Linked DNA regions of Canis lupus: region 1 is linked to region 2. A link is a contact called in public Hi-C data. All regions are on one chromosome and are shown on one strand. The core of a region is the stretch at or near the end of the contact, and the rest is flanking DNA. Distances in the headings are between cores, read along the strand shown. Region 1 holds the start of MAP4K4 (mitogen-activated protein kinase kinase kinase kinase 4). Region 2 overlaps MAP4K4 (mitogen-activated protein kinase kinase kinase kinase 4).

Evidence for each region. Hi-C and Micro-C count contacts between places; a contact is called where the count stands out from the background.
Region 1: a Hi-C map of blood shows a contact between it and region 2, with 2.9 times the contacts expected there. The contact joins the promoter of MAP4K4 here to the enhancer-like site in region 2. A contact is called at or near these places in 3 of 9 Hi-C or Micro-C datasets (amygdala, blood and liver).

What each region holds. Positions count from the first base shown.
Region 1 is chr10:42,330,494-42,333,217 of UU_Cfam_GSD_1.0, reverse strand. MAP4K4 (mitogen-activated protein kinase kinase kinase kinase 4) reads left to right here and starts at 1,398. Exons shown (of 32, transcript XM_038550934.1): 1 at 1,398-1,591; 2 at 1,974-2,039. The coding sequence starts at 1,535.
Region 2 is chr10:42,205,299-42,208,369 of UU_Cfam_GSD_1.0, reverse strand. MAP4K4 (mitogen-activated protein kinase kinase kinase kinase 4) reads left to right here. Exons shown (of 32, transcript XM_038550934.1): 6 at 41-131; 7 at 2,181-2,311. Among named protein-coding and RNA genes, the nearest start is that of MAP4K4, 120 kb to the left of the region's middle. Within about 2 kb of position 1,294, at least 4 of the 20 cell types and tissues checked have an H3K27ac peak or open chromatin away from gene starts, as enhancers often do. A contact at or near this core is called in blood, where this site is marked.

The DNA of each region.
Region 1 (2,724 bases), core at 149-2,648, 120 kb before region 2:
ATCCTGTAAGGAGGGCCCTTGTTCTCCAAGTGTGATCCCTGTAACAGCAATATTTGCATCATCCGACAGCTTGTGAGAAATGCATACTCTCGGGCCTACTCTCCCAGACCTGCTGGACTCCGGAGGTGGGGGGTCAGCCACCGGCGCTTTTACAATCCCTCCCGGTGATTCTGACGCACGCAGGTTGGAGAAAGAACCTGCCGCGAGGTAACAGGGAGCCGTTCAAAGTTTTTTGTGGAGCGATGTGATAAAAATGATGGGTGGTGCACACACAATATATTCATCCCTATTTAACAGGATCAAACTGCCCACCTACCGACGAGCTTCCGAAGTTGCTGGCTGAAGCCTGTTTATATCGATCCTTAATGATCTGTAGGCACAAAACGGGGGTTAGCACTTGGGGCCCCCCCCACAGGGCTCACCTCCCGAGCGCGGTAAGGAAGGCAGTGCCAGGCGCTCAGAGGGGCTGTTCTGGGCTCGGTTCCCACGGAGAGCCTCGGGACCCGCGGCCAGGTGATGCTCAGGGGACGCCGCACCTACACGCCTGTCACAAACGTCGCCTGCAAGATAGGAAACGAGAACCGTGTGAGGAAACCGGAAATGAGGGTCGGGGGGGGGGGGTAGAGAACCCATCCGGAGGTGGGGGAGGGGAGGGGAGGGGAAGGGGAAGGGGCAGGGGCAGGGGGCCCGGGGCGACCCCCCTTCGCGCCCCCGCGACGCCGGGGCCGGTGCGCCTCCGCGCGTCTGCGGCCGGGGGCCGCGTCCCTGCGGCTCCGTGTATTGTTAGCGCGAGATGGGGCGTTTCCTCGGCGCCGGCACCTCGGGGGGAGTCCCGGGGCGCCTCCTCCCCGCCCCGGCCGCGGTGCGCGCCGCCCGCCGGCCGGCCATTGTTCGGGCCGCACCCCTGCTGAATATTCACGCCGCGCGGGCGGCTCGCCCCGCGCCCTCCCCGGCGGGGCTCGGGCTGGGAGCGTTTCCGCTCGCTTTTCCTGCCGGGGAGGGCGCGGGGGAGCCGCGTTCTCCCTCCTCAGAATATATTTTCGGTGTCCCGTTTCTCCTCCTCCCGCGCCGCCGCCCCCTCCCTCCCCGCCCCCCTCCCCGCCCCCGCCCCCGCCCCCGCCCCCGCCCCCCGGGTTATCTTTGTCTCGCTGCCTCGCGCTCACTCGCTCAACTCTCGGCGGCGCCGCGGCCCCACGCTCCGGGCCCGTCCTCCAGGCGCGCGGCGCGGGGCGCGGGCGCGGGGCCTGAGGCGCGGGCGACGCCCGGGGGCCTGACGGCCGCCCCGCGCCATGGTGTGAGCGCCGCCGCCGCCCCGCGCACGCTCCGTCCGCCCTCCGCGCGCGGCCCGGGCCGGCCGACAGCCGCCAGCCCGCCGCCGCCGCCGCCGCCGCCGCTGCCCGCGGCCTCTCCGGGCGGAGTCCGGCCGCCCGCTCCCGAGCGAGGAGGCGCCGTCGGCGGCCTGGCCTGCGGCGGGAAGAGATAGGCAGGCGGAGAGATCTACTGGTACTGTTTCGTCTGGTGGCAAAAAGGGAAAATGGCGAACGACTCCCCTGCAAAAAGTCTGGTGGACATCGACCTCTCCTCCCTGCGGGTGAGTGGCCACGACGAGCCCCCCACGGGCGCGCCGGGAGCGGGGAGCGGGGAGCAGGGGCCGCGCCCTGCCCGCCGGGCGCTCGGGCGCTCGGGCGCTCGGGCTCTCGGGCGCAGCGGCCGGCACAGCCGCGGGCGCGGCGGCCCCTTTGTCTGCCTGCGTCGGCGAGTGCGGGGCGGCGGGGCGCGACCCTCCGCGACCCTCCGCGGCCCCCGCGGCCCCCGCGCCCCCCGCGCCCCGGGCGCGGCCCTCGGGCGCTGGGGGACCGCGCGGGGCCAAGCCCGCCGGGTGTGCCGTCGCCCGTTCTCTCCCGCCGCCCCGCTCTATTTATTCATTGTTGTGCTGCTTTTAAAATTCTCACCCCTCCCCTCCTCTTCACCAGGATCCTGCTGGGATTTTTGAGCTGGTGGAAGTGGTTGGAAATGGCACCTACGGACAAGTCTATAAGGTCGGTGCGAGCCTCCGTCTTTGTTTCCCGTGGCACGTTGAAACTTCTGGTTGGGGGAACGAGCAGACGGCTGGTAAACACGCCGCCGACTGCAGGCCACGCCGCTCGGCCGAAGTGGGGAAAGGGGTTTCGCCCTGCAGTCCCTCTTGTTTTTAAACAAGAGTTTATATTCAGGCTGGCCTGAAAGGACCTCACTCATTTCCTGGCTTTGAGATAAGGAAATAAGCTACACTCTTAGGCATGCACTTTTCTCCAGTAAGATGGGAAAACATTTTTTTTTTTTTTTTTCTTCTTCTCCCCGTCAAGGCAACTTTAATTCTTTTCGTTTTCCCCAGTTCCGGCCCTCTTGAGTTTGTGTGTGTTAATTAAAATTCAGTATAGGCAGGCCTGGCCTATGATTATCTTAAACCACTGCCTTGGCCTTCTTGAAAATTGTCATCATGTTGCCTCGTTTTGATGTTTGCCAAGTGCTCAAGGTGAGGAGTTCGGTGTTACCTGGGACTGCTTGCTTCTTAACTCTCTCTCCTACGTTCTACGGATGCATACATACATATTTTGGGGAAGCAGAGAGGGGTGTGTGTTCGGGCACCAGGAGCAGGAAGGATTACAGCATGAGGATTATAAAATCTGAATTCCAGGAATAACCTGTTTGACAGGTGTGTAATTGAAACAGAGATGAGGGAGA
Region 2 (3,071 bases), core at 45-2,544:
ACAACAAGGAATAAAATTCAGATCTGTCTCTTCTCTTCAGGGACTGGCACATCTTCACATCCATCACGTGATTCACCGAGACATCAAGGGCCAGAATGTGTTGCTGACCGAGAATGCAGAGGTGAAGCTTGGTATGTGATGCATGTGCCACATGATCTAATAGTTGCCCCTAGTACATACCAGCAGCACTCCCAACCTTGTTGGCATTTAGCTAAAAGTTCAGTCTATTAGCCACATTTTCTCTTTCTGTTCTGGGAATTAGGCTTATGCCTTGTCTGGCTCCAGCCTCCCTTTCTACTAGGGTTGTCCCCTGTGCTTTGCTCTCCATATAATAGACTGAATAATGTTTGAATCAGATCACGGCACTTTCTTCCTTAAAGACCATTAGTGGCTTCCTGTTTCAACTGTAATAAAATATACATTTTTTTAACCATGACCCATAAAAAGACATAGTCCCTACTATTTTCTTGCTCTGTTTTGCGACCATCCTCACCTCTCTCTTCTCCAGTTCACTCATTTTTTTTTTTTTTTTTTAATTTCCTTGCAATGTCCCACACGGTTCTTTGCACATACTGTTCCCCATTGGGGGCAGTTTGGAAGTTGTGATTTTTTCCTCCTTTCAGAGTCTTTCCCTGACCCTCTGATACGCTGTTTGTTTCCTCATTAATCCTGATCACAGTTTATAATTATACAGCTATTTGTTTACTTATATTTCTGACTTACGTACTGGAATATAAATTCTGGAAGTATAGCAACTTATGATGTTTTATTTACAAGAGCATTCTTATCTGACATCTAGCTTAGTGCCTTAAATATACTTAGATACTCAGTAAATTTATGCATAGATGGATGGAGTCCAAGGTATCTTCCTGGAGGTGATTTTATAATGGATCTTCTCTATTTCCTGTTTCCTTTACCCAGATTTGAACTTTTTTTAATCCCACTTTTATATAATGTTTCTGTCAAATTTTTAAACAATTAGCCTTAAGTTTTCTTCCACTAAGGTATCACACAAAAAAATTCTTTACGCTTATGAGACTCTAGTCCATCTTTCAAAAATCCTAGGCGCAGTAGTTAAACCTTAAAAACGAAATCTTCATTATTGCCTTCTTGCCTAGTACCTCCATTTATTGACCATCTGTGGAGGAAGAGTGTGCTGATTTGGGAAATCCCCTCAAAGCTTAAATGGGAGGCACTTGAATTGTTGTCATTCTCGGTGACTCTGTAAGCTGTGTTTGTTTCCTGCACTGGCCCCCTGGTGCTAGGACTGTGATAATTCTTCTGTAATCACTTGATCACTCGTGACTACTGTCTGAGTTACTACAAATGGCACGTACTGCCTGGCCCATATGTGTCTGTGTCAGAACATGTGAGTCTACCTCCTGGTCAGGTGGTTTCCTGAGCATGTTTTGCCTACAGAAGTTGAATCTGTTACCCAACCCCTGTGAGTGATCTCAGCCCTCCATAGGCCCTTTGGCAGGAGCTTCCCCTCATGCAGTCCTACGGGTAATAGCAGTGTGCATAGTGATGTCGTGGGCAAACATTCCTTTAGGGACCATAATCTTCTTGCTAGCTCTGTCTCCCATCCTTGAACTTTCCTCTAGACCACCATCATCATTCAGCTGAGTGGGATGTGGGGGTCACTCTGAAAAATCAGAAGTCCCAGGTACTTTGAGAAGAATGTCTTAGTATATTTGTAGTTTAGCTAGATTCTTTTTATTGAATTCATTACTGTGTACTTTCCAGAAAACCTTTGTGGGTTTCTTCTCTTTTTGTGGTTAGTGCTGCTTAAGAAGCCAAGTCACATGGGTGTTAGTCAGTTCTCCTGAACTTGGAGCTTTCTATGACTTGATCCTAATTTGTGGCAGGTATGTTTCCTACAAGCACTGAATATCCTAATTAGTCTAAAAGTCCCTCTGGAGGTCACTGTCATTGCAACTCCGGGAAGTGGCTGGATCCAGGCCTCCTAGGAGCTGGCAAACTGGTAGAAGATTTTGTCATTTGGGCAGCTTTGCTCTGGAGACTGTTCTCCTTATTGATGCTGGTGATCTTAAGGTGTTTGCATGTCCATGAAGTCTTATTACTCCTTGAGTTTATACTGCAGATACCTCCTCCTCACATTTCTTCATCTTGTGGTTTGTTAATTATGTTCTACCCCTTCCTTTTTCTTCCTCCCACAGTTGATTTCGGCGTGAGTGCTCAGCTTGACCGGACCGTTGGGAGGAGAAATACGTTCATAGGCACCCCCTACTGGATGGCTCCTGAGGTTATTGCCTGTGATGAGAACCCAGATGCCACCTATGATTATAGAGTAAGAGGCACCTGCTTTCTTGGCCTCATTGGGTCCCTAGTCTTCCTGAGGGATAGGGGCTCTGCTTACAAATTGCACACCCCTCATCCCTTCCTGCTGTTGCAGTGAGGATGACTTAGGAACCTTGTTGCAGGTGCAGATTTTCCAGCACAGTATTGAGATGCTGTCTCGTTGTTCATTTTCTGTCACCTTGGTTCTCCTGAGTACACTGCTTTCATGGCAGTGTGACACTGTCTTGTGCATAGAACTTTTTGTCATGAGTAAATTAAATACTTTGCCCTGTTTGTTGTCCTTTTAAATTTGAAGAATATATTATAATCAGATATTATAGTTCTAAAATATTTTCGGAATATATAGCAATAGTTTCATCTATGTGAAATTTTAGAGTACTGTTAAAGAGCTTTACAGCTTGATTTGGTACACAAATATATTTAAATTATTAGAGTGACCTCTAGGGACTTGTATCAATAATACACTTTTCAGTTCCAGTGTAAAACCCATATTTGTTTTATCATCAGATTCAGGTTGAATATGTTTACAAAAATCATTACAAAAAAATTTGTTTTGCCATAATTAAATGAGTCAGAGTGTTTATGTACCTGTTAATGTTATTCAAAGTTGAGTTCATATCTTTATACTCTCCAGTGTATTTTAGTTGTTTTTTTTTTTTTTTTAACAAATACCCAATTAATGAAACTCATTTTAAGCATATGGTATGGAGGAATTTTTATTTTATGTTTTCACATGCTGGAGTATTATG